2 separate regions of the Mus musculus genome follow, and region 2 is linked to region 1. A link is a contact called in public Hi-C data. All regions are on one chromosome and are shown on one strand. Each heading gives the region's core, a stretch centred on a gene start, on an enhancer-like site or on the middle of the called end of the contact. The rest is flanking DNA. Distances are from core to core; before and after follow the strand shown.

Evidence for each region. A called contact is a pair of places that touch in the nucleus more often than the background predicts.
Region 2: a Hi-C map of cerebral cortex shows a contact between it and region 1, with 2.1 times the contacts expected there. The contact joins two enhancer-like sites. A contact is called at or near these places in 3 of 484 Hi-C or Micro-C datasets (cerebral cortex, hematopoietic stem cells and liver), 7 of 115 datasets of contacts at active chromatin or transcription factors (embryonic hindbrain, embryonic stem cells, epiblast stem cells and 1 more) and 3 of 9 other capture datasets (adipose tissue, embryonic stem cells and liver).

What each region holds. Positions count from the first base shown.
Region 1 is chr2:27,637,580-27,642,497 of GRCm38.p6, forward strand. No RefSeq gene overlaps it. Among named protein-coding and RNA genes, the nearest start is that of Rxra, 37 kb to the right of the region's middle. Within about 2 kb of position 2,187, at least 12 of the 459 cell types and tissues checked have an H3K27ac peak or open chromatin away from gene starts, as enhancers often do. A contact at or near this core is called in cerebral cortex and liver, where this site is marked.
Region 2 is chr2:27,743,449-27,748,366 of GRCm38.p6, forward strand. All of the region lies in intron 4 of Rxra (retinoid X receptor alpha), which reads left to right. Among named protein-coding and RNA genes, the nearest start is that of Rxra, 69 kb to the left of the region's middle. Within about 2 kb of position 2,648, at least 121 of the 459 cell types and tissues checked have an H3K27ac peak or open chromatin away from gene starts, as enhancers often do. A contact at or near this core is called in cerebral cortex and liver, where this site is marked.

The DNA.
Region 1 (4,918 bases), core at 937-3,436:
TAACCATCTTGGCGCGAGCTGCCTCTTCCCTCTCCCCAAAATGTTCCTTCCCTCTTGTGAGGCTTTGGGCCCTTTCCTGACTCGTTCATCTGTAGGCAGGAGCTAGCAGGACAACTCTTGGGAAATGCTGGCAGCAGCCCATGTACCAGCTTTAGTCTTTGCCATGATGAGACTGTTCCAGCCCGGGACTCTAACCTTCTTACCTACTGCCTGTGTCCCACTCTGTGCCTCCTTGCTTCCACAAGGTGAGGATGACCCCCCATTTCTCAGATGAGGACGATGAAGCCTAGAGATATTTAGCAGTGGCCCTGGGGTGGCAGAAGGGAGGTGAACTTGACTTAGGCCAGGCTGATTGGAGGTCAGGGTTCTATACCAAGATCATCTCCTGGGCCATTCTGCACATATATCGTTCCTAGGTACCTCCTGTGTATACTCTGTCTCCTTGCTGCCCCTCCCTGGAAGGAAGAAGACCCCTTCCCACTGAAGCTCCTACCTAGAGCTCAGGGTCCTCATAGAGCCAGCTATCTGGTTATCTGGGACATTCTGTGGGTTCAGTCTATCCCACCAGCTCTAGAATCATGTTTACAGCCAAGGATACTCAACAGCAAGGATCTGAAGATCCTCAAGTGCGGATATGCCTGGAAGTCACTGGTCACCTTCTAACACCTTTACCCAATAGACCATTCCTTGGGCTTGTTGAATGACCAAGCCATCAGATGAAGGGACAGATGGATAGCCAGACACAGAAGCAGGCCAACAGATGTATGGCTGGCTTAGGGGTGACAGCCTGTGTCACAGAGGCTTCAGAGAGAGACATAGGTGTTTCTAATGGGAAAGGAGAGATGCTTTGGGCCCACACCAGCAGGTAGGGAGAACAATGTTGGGAGATAGTCAGAAGATAGTTCTCTGGCTGTCAAGCCCTTTCCTGTACCTGTGACAGACATGACTAATCAACCAGGGTTATGCTCCCACTGAAACTGGTTCCCAACTCTCCCAGTAAGCCAAGAGAAATAGATTGCAGGTAGCCCATGTGGGCTGCACTACAGCACTAACCTAGCTGTTATTATTGGAGACCCAAGTTTCTCTAGGCTTGTACAGAGGCCCATCCACATCTGGGTCTCACACTGGGGTTATATGTACCAGTAGAGGGACTCAAACATGCCTGGTTTCTTCCAGTGTTCTACACAGGGCTGGAATTGACTTTTTACCAGCATGGGGTCTAGGGGCACAGCTCTGGGTGCTCTGGTATGTATGGCTTGCTGGGGGTTGTTTTCTGCCCTTCATAGGCACGCAGCTCCTGGAGAGGTGATCTGGCCACAGACGGTCCAGAAGCCCCACTATCTGTATTGAGTGTCCCTATCTGATTTCACAGCTTCAGTGGTTCTCAGATATGTTCCAGAATGGGTATGTCATAGCCCAGTCCTCTGGGCAGCTGCCTGTCCAGTGGTTGGGCCTCAGGAACTCTTGGGGAAGCCCTACCAGACTGAGATTCCACACACACACATACACCCCAGTGCATGTGGTTGGGGCTGTGTGTGTGTTAAATAATGTCACATTTGTGGCTGGGAATGTAACTCAGTGAGAAACACGCAGGAAGCTCTGGGTTCATTTCCAGAATCAAACAAACCAGCTATGGCAGTGTGTGCTTGCCATCCAGCCTCTGGGGGTGGAGGGAGTAGGATGCACTCATTCAAGGTTGTCCTTGGCTGTATAGTGAATTTCAGGCCAGCCTAGGGGCACATGGGACCCTGTCTCAAAAAGGGGGTGGTGGTGACGAAGGAAAGGTCCTTCTGTGTCCTATCATGACTCCAAATACGGATCTTTCTCTCTTTTTCTTCAGAAGTGACCTGGCCCCTAGAGCCCAGCACCAGCACCAGCTGGAGGTCTGTGCTGGGATCTGACCTGGCCCAGACAGAAGCCGCCTAACTATGAGAGACCCCTCTGGCTGATACAATGTGTCTGAGCCTCATCTTGACCCTGGAAGTTCAGAAACTTCCCACACTTCTTGGGACCTCCTTCCTTCCTGGAATTTGGGGGATTCTTCATCAGTGTGCCCCTCCATGTAGAAACAGTTTGACTCTGAGAGGGGGAGCTTGAGGTGAAACTGGCCACCCTGCACATGCCAATCTGGGATGGGCCCCAGGGTTTGCTGGCCTCTGCCATCAGTTCCTCCCTCCATGTGTTGAGTGCAAGGCCCTGAGTAGACTTGCCTACAAGGGAGCCTGGGCCAACTGCCTGGTAGCTGCCCACTCACCCCTCCTGTCTGCCAAGCTGGCCACACGCAGCCTGTGCTTCCCACCCCTGAAAGTCAACAGGCTCGTTTTAGCAAATGTGGAAGCCACAGAGGCAGAAAGGTATAAACAAACTGCCCCTTCCCACCCCTGCCTCTTCCAGATCATTCCTTCTCACTGATGCTGTTCACCATCAATGAGCGCTGCGACAAGCCAGCTCTATACCAGACACACCAGGGCCTCTGTCCTCAGACAACCTATGATGATGACAGTCATTTCATAGATGAAGAAACTGAGGACCCAGGGAGGTGATCCAGTGGCCTAGGGTTGCAGAGAGTGTACTATGACCTCTGACCCCAACAGGCAGACATGAGGAAACCAAAGCGCTAGACCAGTGAGTGTGTGAACAACAAGGAACTCAGCCTCCAGCTCTCTGCAGGGGTCTCCATGTTAAGAAACTACAGAATCCCTTGTGTTTGTACCCTGGGGTGTCCAGTGGCACCAGAATTCTGTGTATGTGAGACACAGATATAAAGAAAATGAGGCCGGGTGGTGGTGGCACACGCCTTTAATCGTAGCACTTGGGAGGCAGAGACAGGCAGATTTCTGAGTTTGAGGCCCGCCTGGTCTACAAAGTGAGTTCCAGGACAGCCAGGGCTATACAGAGAAACCCTGTCTCGAAAAAACAAAACAAAACAAAAAACCAAAAAAAAAAAAAAAAAGAAAGAAAGAAAGAAAGAAAGAGAAAGAGAAAAATAAAAAGGAAAAGGAAAAGAAAATGAATCCAACAGACAAGCACTCCTCAAAGGTCCTTCAGAGGATCCATGAGTGAATGCTGTCAGGAGCCACACGCCCCTGTAAGACTTTCTATGGTGGTTCTGCAAGTTATCACAGTCCCAAAGACAGCATTTCACCACCGTTTCTATTTGCTCTTTTCTTGAGGCAGTATCGCTGCCCACAGCTATGTCGGCCAGGGCCCCTGCTGAAGATCCTGCCTAAGTCAACCCGTGTGGCCACAGGGCAAGCTGGCGGCAGATCACACCATCTGACCCCACCTATCTTGCCCGCTATGCCCCCGGGAAGACAGGCCTTCTTTCTCTCCTCTCTGAGCCTCCCTTCTGCCTGCCTTCCCAGCTCGATTAGCCAGATAAGGCTGTCTGCCAGGTGACTATTCCTCAGAAAAATGACTTCATTATCACCTTCAGGGCCTGGTACTGGAGGAGGGATGTGTGTGGCTGGGTGGACACCCCCTCCAGGGGCTCCTCCAGCAGCTGGGCCCAGGGTAACAGGCAGGGACCCCCCACCTGGAAGGCCTGATGGAGACTGATCTGTGGGAGTCAGGGGCTGGAGGGAAATATTACATTATGATAACAAATCACTCAGCTGATTGGAATTTAATTATGTCTCTTTTATCTTGGTGACAGTCTCACACCTGGGATCAAGGCCCTGGCTGCCAGAGATAGGCTGTGCTTAGGCAGAGGGATGGGGGAGCTTACCCCAGGGGATTTATAAAGCAGAGACCTCTCCTGCCCCTGCCCAGAGCAAGACCCAAGCTGTTCCCTCCCGCTCTGCCAGGTGGAGGTACAAAGGGGCCTGCCTCTCCACAGGGGGACTGAGTCCTCAGAGCGAGCAGGCAGCAGTTACATGGGTCTGTCTGGGCCCAGGAGGAAACTCAAGAGCAGCAGACTTGCTTTGGCCGGACTCCCAGAGACGAAACTTCTCTTTCCCCCTAGCTGTGTGCCTACTGTCCTGGCCAGCCATGGGGCATCAGTGTTAGGTTCGGAGGGGTTTGGAACCTAGAAGGCCTTTTGGTGTTGGCCTGTGGAATGGAGCAGACCAGGAAGTGGGGTGAGCAGCTCCAGAGCTCACCCCCAGCCCAGCAGACCTGTCAGAGAACAAAGGTCTAACAATCCCCCACTCCTTTCTCCTTAAAAAATGATTTCTTTATTTTGTAGGTGAGAGCATTCGCCTATATGTCTGTGTCCCAGGTGAAAGCTGGAAGAGGGCATCAGATTCTCTGCAGCTGTACTTACAGACTGGCACGTAGATGATGGGACTCGAACCCTGGTCCTCTGGAAGAGCAGCCAATGCTTTTAACCACTGACTCATTTCTAGCCTCTCTGCGTGTGTGTGTGTTTCAGAGACAGGATTTCTTTGTGTAGCCCTGGCTGTCCTAGAACTCTTTCTGCAGACCAGGCTGGCTTCCAACTAAGAGAGCCACCTGCCTTTGCCTCCTGAATCCTGGGATTAAAGGCATGTACCACTCACTGCCTGGCTTAAAGTGGCTTTCTTTGGTCCCTTTTCCTATCTAACATTCTGATGTGTCTCTACAATGGGTGAAGGGGTTGCTTCCTATTTTCCCAGGTATGAACTGTGACTGCTTCCGTGAGTATGGCCTGGGTACTTGGTAAGCTTGGTGACCTTCATGATTCCAGGTTATGTCAGGTCCGGGGGCTCTCCTTGATGTGTATATAAAGAGATAAAGAGAGGAAGGGATATGTTCTATAGAGGTGTGATGAAGTATGGGGGAAGTGGGTACCTTGGCAGGGTCCATGCTGAGGCATTCCCCCACTCCCAGTGATTATACCAAATGACAGTATAATATAGAGTAGAGTTTATTTAGGGCATGGGGAGGGGAGTTAAGAGGGTAGTAGAGGTAGAGAAAGGCAGAGAAAGAGGGAGGAAGG
Region 2 (4,918 bases), core at 1,398-3,897, 110 kb after region 1:
TCAGGAGCTGAGCTCAGCCCTGAGTGCACTCTTTCTCAGTGCTATTCCTGGTGATGGGCACTGTTAATGATCTCTGGGTATGAGCTCCCATCTCCTGAAATGGACCACCAGATAAACAGGTAGTCCCTGGCTTTGGTCAGCATGAGCTTGGGAGCTGGTACCTGACCCAGTGTTGGGTGGTGAGCATGGCTCCATGTAGAGATATGTTCAGACTGACGCCTGAGCATGGACAGATTAGGTACTGTGTGCCAGCAGAAGGGAGTAGTGTCTGTGAAAGCCAAGGCTACTAGCACACCTGGCATGTGGCGGGCACTAGAGTTCTGACCCCAGAGAGGGACTCTCTAGCTCTAACATGACCCTTCTACCATTGCTCCAGTGGTTAACCTTGGGTGCTGGCATTCAGATTACAGCTGCCTGAGCTTCCAGAGGTGTGGGCATTGTACATGATGTCCCCTAATCCCAATGGAACAGTAAATCTTGAGGTAGGGAGTCTGGAGTCGTCTAGGTCTTACTATGTACTTCCTGTGGGTGGGGCACTGAGCACCCCCTCTCCAGTCCTTGTCCCCCCATGCCTTTGCCTAACGCTACCTGTCTTGCACAGAAGTAGAAGTGGGGTGCAGAAAAGAGAACTCCACTGCAGCCCGCTCTGTTCCTTGGGCTACACTGTGTGACACCTGAGAAATGCTTTACCCATTCCACTGGAGAGATGCACCCCCGTGCCTCTTTGTTCCAGCTGGATTTTTGAGTATTCAGTATAAGCCCTGTGAAGCTCTGTCTTGCCCTAAACAAAGAAGCCATGCAACTTGGCCCCTTGGGCTGCACGTATATCTGTGTGGCAGCTCTAAGATGTCTGGAGGTCCTTAGGCCCGGTGGGCACTGCCATTCCATGTCTGGTCCTTGGCTGGGGGAAGGGACTTTTTCTTGCCTACCTGAGACCTATCCTATTTCCCAATGCCTGTGGCCGTAGTCCACAGCCCTGCTCTTGAGATGGTTGGCCCTAGAGTATCCTGGGAGCCCACTGTGCAGGGGTCTTTGAGGATTCCCAAGAGCTGGTCCCTACTTCTACTTGCTTTTAGGTATTGGACACTGCCCCCACCCCACCCTGGGATCTGGACCAGTCCCAGACTGAATTAATATTTGATTCCTTCTGTTCTCCTGGGCTAACCACTAGGAGAGTTCTATGAGTAGTGGGTGGGGCTGTTGGCTGTAAGAGTTGAATAGTCTGACAGCCTTTGGAGAAGTTGTGAGGCCGGTTGCCAACACAGGGCCTTTGGCCCAGAGAACGCAGGACGTGCACCGTCGGCTCCCGTGCTAGCTCAGCCCCCAGGTACCCAGCCCCGGTGAGCAGCAGTCATTAAGCCTTGGAGCTGGAATCTAATGATCTCTGTCTTCCAGGCTTGGTCACACATAACCCAGGGAACCGAGACGGGTGTAGAGGTGCTGTGAGGAGGGAACTGACCACAAGAAGGCTGTGTCTCCCTGTGGGGTGGCCCTGCCCTGGGAAAGGCACCCTGTCTTCAGGCTGATGAAGGATACTGCAGGCTGATAGCATCTATGTTGGGCAATAGCAGGGGCCTGCGTGTGCAAGCAGCCACGGGGACTTGTTTGGCAGCATTCCCCAGCTGGGGGTAGGCAGTGCCCTTCTCAGGCTGGGCCTGGACCTGTTGGCTGGGGCAGGTGGTGGTAGGGCTGGGGGCCCTGCAAGTGTGATGATCTGCAGGCTGGAGAGGCTGCACACTACACACCCCATCCTCAGCTCCCTTCCCCTGAGGCCTCTTTGCATTTCCTTCCTGACTCTCTTAGCTTCCTGCACCCTGTTCTCTGGCTCTGGAGCACTTGGGTGCGGAAATGGCAGTTTCGTGTGTGTGTGTGTGTGTGTGTGTGTGTGTGTGTGTGTGTGTGTGTGTGAGAGAGAGAGAGAGAGACAGAGACAGAGACAGACAGACAGAGACAGGGGTGTACCCACCATTTCTGCTATAGGGAAATGGCCCTACCTTAGTTGTTTCTCTGGGCTTAGGTCTTTACCTCTCTGGGCCTGGTGTCTCCATCTGAACATGGGGCTTCAGTAAACAGTTTGTGGGACAGAGCAGAAGACAGCTCAAGCTCAGCTGGTAGTGAGGTTGGAGCATGGTGACCACTGTGTATTTTTGTGTTGTTTGTGCATGATGCATGCCTGTCTGTGTCTTCACTCTTCTTGGGACTTGCCCCAGACTTGTCCTTGAGGGAGGGAATATCATACCCTGAGCTTGGGACCTTGGGAAGAAGCCGTCCAACACTGCCTGGGTATTCAGAAGGGGCAATAAGGCCAGTGTTGATAGAACCTGGTCCTGCCTATTCCAAGGCCCAGCTCTGGGCTTTTAAGGGGACAGAGGAAGGCCACAGTTTCTGGCAGAGCCCCAAACTTGGGAAGCATTAGGATCTGGGATAGCCATTTGCCTCTATATCCTGTTCAGGTCCCTCAGTTCTGCTTGTGCCCAGTGGCTGAGCAGTACCCCAAACACTCCACTTTTGACTGTGTGTCCTAAGTGGGAGCCAGGTGTGCTGGAGGAGGGTCATCTCCTGCTCAGCCTGCATCTGGATCTTGGGAGGGCTGAACCACAGGCTTCAGGCACCACCAGCAGGCTGAGGGAATCTCAGTCTGCGGCAGCCACCTCCCCCGCAAGGCCTGCGCGGGCTTGGAAGGATAACGAGGCTCTGTATTTACAGACGCCTCCCGCCCGAGGCTTCCGGGCGCCAGTGGAGCATAAGTCAAACATGAGTGTGTCTAAAAGGTGATTGAGCTGGCAAAACATAAATCCCCTACTCCCTCTGCCCCCTCCGCTGTCTATAAATAAAACGATAATATTTATAACGATGCCGCCCTGAGCTGCTGGGGCCTTTGGAGGCTTCAAAGTGCTTCACAAAACATTTGCTAATTAATTCTCAGCTGCCCCCGCATGGGAGGCAGGTGTGAGGAGCCCCTCACCCGCCCATGGCCAAGCTCTCAGGGATAACTGGCTGCGGTGAGGGCCTGCCTTCTGGGTTGCCTCCTTCTGGGCTTCCCATATCCCAAGGCTGTCTCTGTGAGCAAGGAAGTCCCTTACTGGGGAATGAAACTGGGCCAGCAGGGTGGGGCCCAGCCTGCTCAGGTACTTCTTTCAGGGTCCCCTGAAGGGCAGACTCTGCATTGACATTTTACAGGAAGTGGGACACAGAGATGCTAGAGGAATTGCCCAAAGTACCACATCTGCTCAAGGTATACCGCTCATTCCAGAGCCTGCCGTTTGCTGTGGCACTTGGCCCTCAGAGTCTGTTTTTCCCATCTGGGAAGGTGAGGCTGTTGAGTTGACATTGTCCTAGCCTGAGGTGGAAGAAGAGTTTTGTCATCTGGCTTTGGGATAGGGTGGCTGCCTGACCCTGGCTACAATTGGTCTGTTCAGGTGTCTCTCAGTGGGGCTGCTTAATATTGGTGGGCTGAGTGGCCAGAGCCCTCAGTGACTTGTGGAGTGACCCTAACACAGATGCACTGGCAGCCACATGGAGGGCCTGTAGAAGCCCAGCTGGGAAGGGATGGAGTCTGGCAGCCTTTTGCAGCCCCCATAGACTGGGCACCATCTGCCCATGGCATTCAACTCTACACCAGCCCCAACCTGCTGTCAGATTTTCCAAAAGAGCCAAGCTTGCAAAACACCAGCCTCTGCCCAGTTCCTCAGCCCAGCTGGTGTTCTGCAGGCGTCAGATCAGCCTCCCATCCTTGGCTTGTTCACAGGTAGAAAGTCTCTGCTACAACCAGGTCATTGGGTTTGGGGAGCTTGGCCCCCAACGTGGGAGAACCCCAGCGCAATGGTATTGGTGGGCCCAGCAAGGAGCGGTAGCCAGGGGATTAAAAATGTCACTCAGAATCGATGCAGAGCTGTGGCAAGAAAGGGAGCCCAGTGGGATCCTGGGAGGACTGAGGGGAGATGGGCAGGGAGAGAAGTCTCCTCCCTGGGAGGTGGCTGCTGGGAGCTATGAAGCCCTCCCCCCTTCAGCCCTCCCCACTTCAGCCCTCCTGTTGGCCCTGTGATTTACTCTGTAAGCCATTCAAGGAGGTTGTAGGCCAGGAGGTAGGTCTGATTGTAGAGCAGGAGGCTGGTGCTGCCCTGCTCGTGAGCTCCTGATGCTGCTGAGCTGTGTGCTCTACCATCTGGGAACTCAAGGGTTAGGAGAGCTCTGACCAAGGTCCTGAGATAGCAGCACCAGGAAGATCCCTTGGGCCACACACACCCTTGGGCTCTCTGAAAGGCGCCCTCCTGGGGCACTGGTCTGGAGAGGAGGTCATCCAGGTCTCCACCTCGCCTGCTGCAGGAACCCAGAATGGAGAGAGGGGCATGTTGGCTGTCCAGGCAGGAACAGAATAGAGTAGGTTCACAGGAGCTGTTAGAGGTGGGTGGGAGGAGAAGGCACGCTCACTCTGTTGCTCCCACCTGAGGCTCTGCACTGGACCTGCTTCCCAGAGGTCAGCCTGCCCACCCCACTAGTTCTTTTCCTTCCATGAGAGCCAGGCTGCTCACAGCTATATGGGGGCTCTTGTCTGGGGTGTGAAGCAGGGTGGGCAGTCCCAAGGCCTGTGGCATCATGGAGGAAGGGGACCAAGCTATGGGCTGTGTGAGGTCGGAGTGCTTCTTGGCAGAGGCAAGGATGGAGAGCATGGGACATTGGGTGCCTTCACCTTTGCCCAGTGTGTCTCTGAGTGTGACTGTCTATTGCTGTGGATGACCACTGTCATCACCTCAGTGGTCACCTGTTTGTCACAGTCACCCATCCTGCCCCTGATCAAGAGAACGTCCTGTACTCTCCTGCGTACTTTTATACGTTGTTCCAGTGAATTGGTTTCTTCATTTTACTCCTCCTTCAGGCCCATTCCTACTTCTTCCAGGAAGCCTTCTTGGGTTTTCCC